Linked DNA regions of Rattus norvegicus: region 1 is linked to region 2. Evidence: chromatin contacts called from public HiChIP or PLAC-seq data. All regions are on one chromosome and are shown on one strand. Each heading gives the region's core, a stretch centred on a gene start, on an enhancer-like site or on the middle of the called end of the contact. The rest is flanking DNA. Distances are from core to core; before and after follow the strand shown.

Evidence for each region. HiChIP or PLAC-seq counts read pairs in DNA pulled down with a chosen protein or histone mark.
Region 1: a contact with region 2 is called in an H3K27ac HiChIP or PLAC-seq map of oligodendrocytes, with 4 times the contacts expected there. The contact joins the promoter of Kmt2c here to the promoter of Actr3b in region 2. A contact is called at or near these places in 1 of 12 Hi-C or Micro-C datasets (frontal cortex) and 1 of 1 datasets of contacts at active chromatin or transcription factors (oligodendrocytes).

What each region holds. Positions count from the first base shown.
Region 1 is chr4:10,351,132-10,356,390 of GRCr8, forward strand. It overlaps Kmt2c (lysine methyltransferase 2C), which reads left to right and starts at 3,346. Exons shown (of 46, transcript XR_010065729.1): 1 at 3,346-3,784.
Region 2 is chr4:10,085,832-10,090,927 of GRCr8, forward strand. It overlaps Actr3b (actin related protein 3B), which reads right to left and starts at 3,531. Exons shown (of 12, transcript NM_001191860.1): 1 at 3,425-3,531. The coding sequence starts at 3,468.

The DNA.
Region 1 (5,259 bases), core at 2,096-4,595, 270 kb after region 2:
GCTGTCTGGAATTTGCTTTGTAGGCCAGGCTGGTCTCAAACTCACAGATATCCACCTGCCTTAGCCTCTCAAGTGCTGGGATTAAAGGTATGTGCACCACTGCCCGGCTGAATCTTGCATTTTAAAATTTATTTAATAAAAATATTTATGGTATTTTTTAAAATTTATTTATTTAATGTATACGAGCAGTCGGAGCTCTTAACCGCTGAGTCATTTCTCCAGCCTCCAATATTTATGGTATTTTCCCACATATATGTCTGTGCACCATATGCATGTCTGCTGTCCATGGAGGTGAGAAAATGGTGTCATTTCCCATGGAACTGATGTTACAGTTGTGAGCCTCCCTGGGCTGGATTGAACCTGGGTCTTCTGGAAGAGCAGCAAATGCTTTGAGTCACGGAACTTACTATCCTCCCTACGTCTTACCTTTTTAAGATTTGTATGTGTATGTATGTGTCTGTCTATGTACATAGAATACAGGTACTACAGAAGCCAAAAGTGTGAGATGCTTTCAGGACGGGAGTTGAACTGCCTTATCTAGGTACTAGGAATGGAACCCACGTCCTGTGTATAAGCAATACAGCATCTTAACTGCTGAGTCGTCTCCTCAGTCTTTGCATTATTATGAGATAGGGTCTTATGTATATCCTAGTCTGGCTTCTAATATACTGCATGGTGCCAAAGAAATGTCAGTGAACTACTACTGATCCTCCTGCTACTGGGTGATAGGTTTGTATCATCAAGCCTATTTGATTTTGAGCTATATTTTACAATTTGTTTTTTTTAATTAAATTCTATTATCAACTTGCTCTTTTGTTTATGAATTACATTTTAATTTATGAATTACACTAATAACTACATATCTGAAGCCAAGTATCATAAGCCCTATCTTTTAAGTTTGTATCTCCCCCCCCTTTTTTTTTGTAGTTTTGGCTGGGTTGTCTTAGGAGACCATGATGGCCCCAAACTCATAGAGATCCACCTGTTTCTGCCTTTCTAGTCCTGGGATTAAAGACATGGGCCACCATACCTGGTTCCTTGCCCATTCCTCTATTTTAACCATAGCAACAACAATGTAACATTTATTCTTTTTAGATGAATACTGTTCTTATTCTAGTATCAAAAGTAAACAGTTTTATTTTAAAAGTTTATATTTCAAAGCCAGGTCCAGGGGCTGGAGAGATGACTTAGCAGTTAAGAGTACTGTTAGGAAAGTGGAGTTGATTTCCCATGCCCACACTGCAGCTCACAATCGCTTGTAACTGCAGTTCTAGGGCACTGGACACCTTCTGGTCTCCTTAGGTATCTGCACATACATGATGCACATAAACTTATGCACACACGAATACAAACAAAAATTTTGTTTAAAAAAAATCTTTAAAGACGATTCAGTCTAGGGATAAAAGTCAGTGGTGGAGTGCTTGCTTACCTGTGTGTGAAGCCCTGGGTTGAATATGCCACAATGATAATTTAATTGTTTAGACACCCCAATTTCCTCTCTCTTTTTAATTTGTAGCTTACCTTTATCCTGGCAGCTTCCTTTCCTTCTCCAAGCTTCCTTTGACTGTACATATAATAAAGCCGAAAAGGCCTGCAGAGATTAAACCCTGAAGGAATTAAAATGACTCAAGGACTCAATTTCAGCCCTTGCAAACAGCAAACAAACAATGCTTACAGCTGTAATATGTGCTAGACTATCAAAGTTTGATCCAGATTGGAAGCCCGGTTCAATGTTAATAACCTGGCTGTTAGATGCAGGAAATGTTAACAGGATCTCTAGAAACAAGTGTATTCTTTTTGCCCAGTATTGAAACTGTTGAGAATGGAAAGAATTGATCGCAAAGCGCGCTCGGATTCCAGGCTCCCAGCAGCTCAGCGAGTGACAGGCTACTCTAAGCCTTCCACGATGCTCCACAGATCTGTTTTCCCATCTCTACTATTTCTAACTCCCACATGTCAATCCCTAGTGCAAAGGAAGCGCGGAGCAGCTCGGCATCCTAGCGATTTCTGGCCCCATTTTTAAGGAATCATTTTTTTTTTTTAAAAAAAAGGGAAACAGCTTAAAAGTATCTCCATTTTTACATCTTGAACACACACAACGTTCACACTGATGCATTTCTGTCCTTGTAGAGATATTTTCTTCCATTCAATTCGCCAGCTTTTTTTTTTTTTTTGTCCAGCAGCCTCCGGGGCTCACAGTGTTTAAAACATGACGTCGAACGGAGAAACTACAGCTGGAGTTAGGATCTAAAGCTGTCCTGCCACGGTTGCATCGCATTGGGGAAGCCTACGTGGGATTCCGCGAGGTCCGGGGCAGCCCACGCCCGCAGGGGGGTCGCGGACGCACGTGCGCGCACCGCACGCGGGTGCACGCTCCGGAGTGTTTACACCACTCCCCACCCCCGCCAGGCCGGACCCTGATCCGGGATACCCGGTCCGCAGTTTAGCTCCTGCCAGAGCCCGAGTTGCAGCCGTCGCCGCGTCAGAGCGGGCGGGGGAGGGGCGGTGAGGTCAGCGGCGGCGGCCAGGCTGCGCGCGGCGCATGCGCGGATCCAGCCCCGTGAGTGGCAGCAGCTCGCTGGGGGCGGGGGCGGGAGGCGCCTGTGTGTGGGCGAGCCGGCGGCGAGTTTGAGAGGTCTGTGGTGCGGGTCGCCCCGGGGGACCCGGGTGCGGGCCTCGCGCGACAGCCACTGCCGTGTGCGTGTGTTGTTTGTGTGGCGAACGCACAGCCGCAAAACTTCCTCCTTTGCTGCCCCAGGAGAGAAAGCAAGCGTGAGGGAGCGTTCGCGAGCGAGAGAGCGAGCGAGCGAGCGAGAGGGAACCCAGCGTGAGGGAGCCAAGCTTGATGGAGCCGAAAGCTAGCGTGAGGGAGCGATCCCGAGCGTGAGGGAGCGATCGCCGGCGGGAGAGCGGGCAAGCGATAGGGAGCAGGAGGGCTAGCCGCGCGAGAGAACCCAGCGCGAGGGAGCTAGCCATAGGGAACGCCGTGAGCGAGCAGTGTGTGAGGGAGCGATCGCCAGCGCGCGACTGAGAGGCCGGCACTCGCACCAACCCGGAACCCACCACAACAACTGGAGCAGCTGTCAAAACTTCGCCGCGGCGTGGGCCTGACGGGCTGACGACGCGGGGGAGGGGTGGCTGTCCCCGCCCCGCCGCCCCCTCCGCGGCCCTTTCTCCTCCGGCCGCGGGCGGCCTGGGGGAGGGGTCGGGCGGAGACCCCTGCGGCCGCCCCCGGCCCGCGCCCCTCGCGTCGCGCCCCGCCCCGCCCCGCTCGGCGCCGCCCTCCCGCCCGGCCCCGCCGGCCCCATCCTTGGCCGCGGCGCCCCGCCCCGCGCGGCCGGCCCCGCCCGCCCCGCCCGCTTGCCCGCCGCCCCCCGCCGGCCCCTGCGCGCCGAGTGCGCGCGCCCGCGCCGATGTGTGTGAGTGCGTGTCCTGCTAGCTCCATGTTGCCGCCTCTCCCGGTACCTGCTGCTGCTGCTGCTCCCGGGGCTGCGGGAAATGCGAGAGGCTGAGCCGGGGAGGAGCAACTCGAGCAGCAGCAGCGGCGGCGGCTGCGGCCGCTGCGGCGGGAGGAGCCCCCCAGGAGGAGGACGGGGATCCATGTGTCTTTCCTGGTGACTAGGATGTCGTCGGAGGAGGACCGGAGCGCGGAGCAGCAGCAGCCGCCGCCAGCACCCCCCGAGGAGCCCGGAGCCCCGGCCCCGAGCCCCGCAGCCGCAGACAAAAGACCTCGGGGCCGGCCTCGCAAAGATGGCGCTTCCCCTTTCCAGAGAGCCAGAAAGAAGTAAGTTGAGCGCGAGGGAGCCAGGCGGGCGGCCAGCGGCGGCGCGGCCCGGAGCTGTCAGGCCCCCGGCCCGGTGGGGGCGGGGCGGCCCAGGCGCGGCCCGGTTCGGCGGCGCCCGCGCAGGTCCCGCTGCCGCGCCGCGCACTTTACTTTGGAGTTCGGCCTCGCTTCTGGGAGAACCGCCCGGCGGCTTCCCCAGGGCCTAGCCGGGCGTCCGCACACGCCCCGCCGAGCACGCCCAGCTTGCTGCCGGCCCGGCCGCTCGGAGCCACAAAGCTGTGGACGCCAGGGACCGAGCTGTCAAACGCCGCGGCCGGGTGGTCCCGGTGCGGCGGCCGGCGCTCTTTGTCAGCTCGCGGCTCCTTTAACTTTTCTTGCTCCCAGACCGGTGCTTTTGCTCCTTAATGATACATTAGGAAGCCATTCGAGCCTGTCCTCCCCATCCCCCACCGCCCCGAACCGCACCGCCCGGCTCCGCAGCCGGCGCTCGGGATCGCACGGGCCCAGGTGTGAGCGGACGAGCCGGAGTTTCGGGGACGCGTCCGGGTTCCGCGGCGCTGACGGCAGAGAGTACTTTGTTTAGGGGAGACAGCTTTAAAGGTCGCTGGACGAGTAACTTCAACTCCAGCTGGGCAGGGAATGGCTTTCGATTGTTTTTGAGCGTACGTGAGGACTGTGCTCGGTGGGTGAACCGGGCTAGAAGTGTTGTCTTTAAAAGTGGTTATTCGACAACTTGGCTTGAAAATTAAGGAAACCGTTTCAGTGCCAATGAGTTAGTTGCTCAGCAATTGTGGCTCTTCAGGGTGCTGCGGAAGATTGGTGACCGTCTTTCAAAGTTGCAGAATGGCGTGTGTTGCTCACTCATTTCATTGTATGATATTCTCATTGAACTGTTGGCGGTGGAAGGGTGTGCTGGGACTTGCAGGAAGAAGCCAGCACATTATGGATAGGCTGTTTGTTTGGTTTACCTGCATTTGTTGTGTCTGGTGATTGCAGCAAAAATAGTGTTACCTGAGCCTGGGCTTCGGGAACCCAATTAGCTCTTGACACAGTGTACCTTTTTTTTTTTTTTTGCGGGGTTGGGGGTGTTTGCTGTCTTTTTACTACTAAATGTTCCGGGGCCTTTAGTCGCCTCCATATTTTCTCGCCTGCCAGCTCTTACCTAGCTGTGAAAAATCTTGAGGGAAACACTGTATAGAGGATGTATACATTATTACATTAGGTTCTTTGTGATACAAAGTTACGAGTTTATTTTGTCTGTTACATTGTAAGGTGATGTAACATGCCTGCCTTGACTGAAATTTGGAGACGTTATGTGGAATTTTCAGTAACTTTGGACGTGGTCAGTTTAACATAAATATTGTTCTAAAAAGCAACCCGGGATTAAGCCATGTTAGAGGTTTACTTCGATTCCTTCCCATTTCACTGTTTGAAAAACATCTGCATCTCATAAGAGGGTTCATGATGGCACAGGC
Region 2 (5,096 bases), core at 2,281-4,780:
GCCCCAAGCTTGGTGCAAAATGGTGGACTCCCAGCTTCCTCTTCACTGGGGTTTCCTGGACCCCACACATGCACCTAAGATTCCTGGAAGGCCTCCCCATGTTAATGAGGCATCTCAGTTCCTTAAGCCTTCGTGGTCTTTGCCTGGATATTCTCATCCTCTTCCCCAAAACTATATAAACCTTGGTTCACCCAGAATCAAGTGTATGTGTATACAAGTACATACAGAATAAAGAAATACGCTGACCAGGCTGCTTCATCCTTCCAGCCCAGTGTGCATCTGGACAAACAGAGAGGGAGACAGAGGACTCAGACCCACAAGGGCTACACAGAGAAACCCTATCTCAACAAAGAAACAAAAACCCCGTTTTAAAGAAAGAGGTAGATGCTGTGCTAGGGTTTTTGGTGGATGCACCAGGGAAGAGCAACAGATGCTATGACTCCTTACAAAGTTGCACAACCTCTCTCTACCAGAAACACCAGACAGCCAAAACTGAGGGGCATCATCTACATAAAAGTATCAAAAAGACGACTGAGGAACTATCCCAGAAGCTGTGAGACACGACTAACGTAATGATCAGGTGTGGAGGCTGAAGCAGGGGCTGCATAACAGGCCCTCCCTCACTCCACCCCCTTAAAAACATGACCACCAAATGCAAAGTCTGAGGCAATTGCTAGACAGGGTTAGACTCCAAAAAAGACAAGAACTGAAACTGCTCCCAAGTCCAGACTGCAGAGGGAACAGCAGTGCTGCACACATGTTAACTTCTCTGACGAGTCTGGGATTATATAAATCCTTGCTCTCACTCAGAAAGTAGGCACTGAAATCTAGGAGGGTAATGCCAACAACCTTCTTTTAAGCAGCTCAGAAAAGTAAGAGCACATTCAGGAGTCTTGGGTGGCATGACGTTCAAAGCCGCTGAACCTGGAAGAATAGATTTGCTCTCTCCCAGTTCTCAGTAAGCTTGGAATCACTTCAAAGATGGTTTAACTGTGTAAAACTACCTTAAACGTTTGGGTGAGATGTGAGACAGGGTTTGTGGTGTTTTCTCTGGGAGCTCAGCAGCCTTTAAATAGTTGAGACTTAATTTTGGGCCTCACAGATACCTTCGTCTGTTTCTCTCTTGTCCCCAGCATGCCTGTGTCCACTCAGCTAGCTTGGCAGCTCATCAGACTCGAGGTCACAAAAGAAATGTATTTCCTATAAAACACAGGCCAGATGAGCATGCTAGCTCACACCCGTAATCCTAACGCTTAGGAGGCTGAGGCAGGAGGATTTCTTCAAGTCCAGTTCAAGCTTGGGTTATACAATGAGAAGACTCTATTTAAGAGAAAGACAGAGACAGTAAGACAGAGAAACAGAGAGGGCACACAGACGGACAAGACTGGACCTCAGGGTGCAATTCAGTGGCAGAGGCTTCCCTTACCAATATCGCTGGGTTTGACGCCTATCACCATCAAAACAACACAACACAATGCAAAACAAAAATCTGTCCACTTATTTCATCAGCAGTGCCCACGTGATCTCTCAAGTCTATTCTGTTCCTCAGCCCTTGCTATTTTTAGCTGCACTGTTCTATTCTGAGGTATAACTTGGTCCAAAATGAGATCTCCCAAGTCTATTCTGTCCCCCAGCCCCTGCTATTTTCAGCTGTATCTTACATTTAGTTCTATTCTGAGGTAAAAACTCAATCCAAAATAAATACAAGAATTACTAATACATGGAAGCTGGCACGTTTAGGCTATGCAGCCTTCCTTCTGCTCACACACTGAGCACTAGGAAGTCATGATAACCACAGGGGCTTCAATGGCAGAAAACACCCCATAGGAACCCCAGGTCCCTGGCACTGTGTCCAGAGCCTATGACAGCCCACAGATGACACCCTGAGGCACCCAGGGCCATGATGATCCACTGGAGGTGACAGCAGCATTAATCACTGACCCCAAAAGGTCAAAACTGAGCATGCTTTAGATATTTATAGCAAGAACAATGAGTAAGATCTCAGCTTACTAATAAGAAATAAAACACAGTTTATAAACCCGGGGAGAACTGTTTTGCTGTACCACTGCACAATGCTTCGTATTTCAGCAACCAAAAATCTCACCCGCAGACGTTAAAACAAACAACTTTTACATATTGCCTTCACTGCTGACACTACCAGACTGAAGGGAGTACCAGTTAGGGTGAGACTGTAAGGGGAGCCAGCACATACAGAGTGGGCTGGGAGAGCCCTACTGCTTTGAGCATGTCTGGAAGTAAGCAACTTCTCAAATACAGGGCAACAAAACTTCTCTAGAACGTGTATTTCCAAAAGAAGAATTAGCACAAATAAAGGATGTTTTTCCAGTCTGCATCACTGCTGGTTCCCGAGTACCAAAAGGAAAGACACATCAGTAGGAGATGGACTGTAACAAATTAGAAGACACCCCCACAAGGTTGTCAAGGAAACCAAACCAAGTATATTTTTCTACAGGAAAGAATAGCAAGAGAACATGCCACAGACTATTTGGTGACAAAGGACTACAATCCCTTGAAAAACATTTTAAGAGGCTAAATTTATTTGCAGGCTATTTATGAAGTACTTTGTCGGCAATGCCAGCAGGTATTCCCAAACCCCCAGGTTGGAGGGCTTGGTTGCCACCTTCCTAAAATTAGCTAAGCCTGACAGCATAAGCCACGCTTAAGGTCTCCTCTGAAAAAAAAAAATCAACGTCTTCCAAAAAGAAAAGAGCTATCTACCTCCCAAAAAAGAAGACTTTTTATTCAAAATGTTAGTCTTTTTTAAATGCATCGGTCAGTGTGTGTGTGTGTGTGTGTGTGTGTGTGTGTGTGTGTGTGTGTGTGTAAAGCAAAGATGAGTGCATGCAAACCAAAGCAGGGGCTGGGCTTGGCTGTGCCATTCAGAGTGGAAAAGAGCAGAGTGGGAAGGGGGACAGGGTGTCAAGTTGACAAGGCACGTGTAAACATCTCCACAAGTAGGTGCTTGGTACATCAGAAGAGAAAGGTAAAACGCCCATGAGTGCAAAGTATGAAGACAGGTGACAAGCACCATGGGGGTGGGGGGGAGCAGTCGTGGGGGGAAGGGGGCCGGACCCTGAGCTCTCAGGTGCAAGACCTGCAGCGAAAGCATCTGCAGCAACATCCCCACGAGGTGCTGCCCACCCGGCAACCCCGCAGCCCCATGCCCTCAGCACCCCATCTTCTCAGAGCCCCATCCCTTAGCTCTCTATGCCCTCAGATTGAGCTCCGTCCCCACAGTTCCCCACCCCACCCCTAGACTGAGCCCTATCCCTCAAACTCCCCAAACCCTCAGACTGAGCTCTGTCCCTCAGCGCTTCGTCCCTCCGCGCTCCTCCAGCGGTCTGACCCCGCGGGGAAATGGCTTCAGGACGCCCAGCGAAGCGTGAGTGGGCGCGGCTCTTACCCGGTGCCGCAGTCAACCACGCAGGGAGGCAGCGAGCCCGCCATGCTCGTCCACGAGGCGCTCGGTCCCCACCAGCCCCAGCGTGCACCGGGGACCCAGAGCCTAGCTGCCAGGTCGCTGCCCGCGCCGCTCCCCACCCAGGAGCGGCCGGGAACCCAGAGGCTCCGCCTCGTGACGTCACTCTACAGTTGGCCAATCGGGGACGCGCACGCTCCGCCCCCTTGTCAGCCATCCTTACTGCTGGCAGCTAGGCTTTTTAGCCTCTGCATCCATCCTGCAGTGGAAGAGATTGGAGTCTATTTTTAACAAGCATAAGATGACTATGACCCCATTTGCGAGGCCTGAATTCTTTCTCTTCTCTCTTTTTTTCAAATCGTAATTTTGTTTTGTTTTGTTTTCGAAGCAGGGTTTCTATGTGTAGCCCTTACTGTCCTGGAACTTGTTCTGTAGACCAGGCTAGCCCCACTTGTCTCTGCCTCGGTAATGCTGGGATCAAAGGTGTGCACCACCACTCTCGGCTTATCTAGTTGCAACTTTTTTGATATCATTGGGTGTGTGTCTGTCTGTTGGTAGGTGCATGTATGTAAGAGCAGGTGCTCTTGGAAGCCAGAGGCTTGGGATCCCCTGCAGCTGAAGTTATAGACAGCAGTGAGTGGGCACCAGGAGTCCGAACTGGGTCCTCTGGAAGCTCAGCAAGTGCTCTTAATAGCTGAGCCATCTCTCTAGCCCCGCTTTCTCTTCTCTTAATTCTCACTTCGGTGTTCCCTTCATTCTCTACCCCAACAACCTCCTGATTTTGTTTCTAACCTTTAAAGCTAGTTTGGGTACTTATTTATAGATAAGCACCTCTGCTGAACTAGGTCTCCTAGGACAGGGCCTCATGCTTAACACCTTTAGCGCTCTGATAGTAATCACCTGAATGTTGAATGAATGAGTAACCTTCACTGTAGAAAAAAATACTGACGACTTTCTATGATAGAACATTGCATAAATGTATCCTGGGAGAAAATCAACAAATGTATAATTAGTCTTAAGGAATAAATGCTGTGTGTTTAGCATCATTTGCTCCATGTATATTATTATATTGATCATGCTTTAACAGTGTGTCAAGTCGACATGACCTAGAACACTTAGGTTAAGTCAATACCACACCAACAGAACTAGGAAATATTTCCAATATGAAAGATAGGGTGATCACCCAGCATCGTTGAGGAAACCAAGACTAAAGAAGGAAACTGCCTACCTACCGGAAATCCCACTTGTGCCCTACACATTAGCCTCTAAAGTTCTTGACTGATGCCTGAGGAACTTTCTAGAGATGTAGTAATTCACTTGGTCTTTTCTGGGACTTAAAGAATTGTGGGTTTTCCACAGATGAATTAGATTATTTGACCACTCATAGGTAATTCTTTATCCTTTTTTCCTGCATGCAAGGGAGCAAATAATCCTAAACCTAAAACAATGTCCAGGGGAACTAAAGAGAAAATATGAAGACAAATAAAAAGTGTGAACGCTCCCAAACGGGGCCCAGAACCAGACAAGACATCTTTCCTTCTGTGCATGTTATTAATGTCCTGCCCATTCCTATTGTCTGTCAGTCTGTCTGTTTTTGAAGCCTGGACCAAAGCAACAAAGTCCCTACTGCAGGCTGTTGGCATTGCCGTGTGTTTTA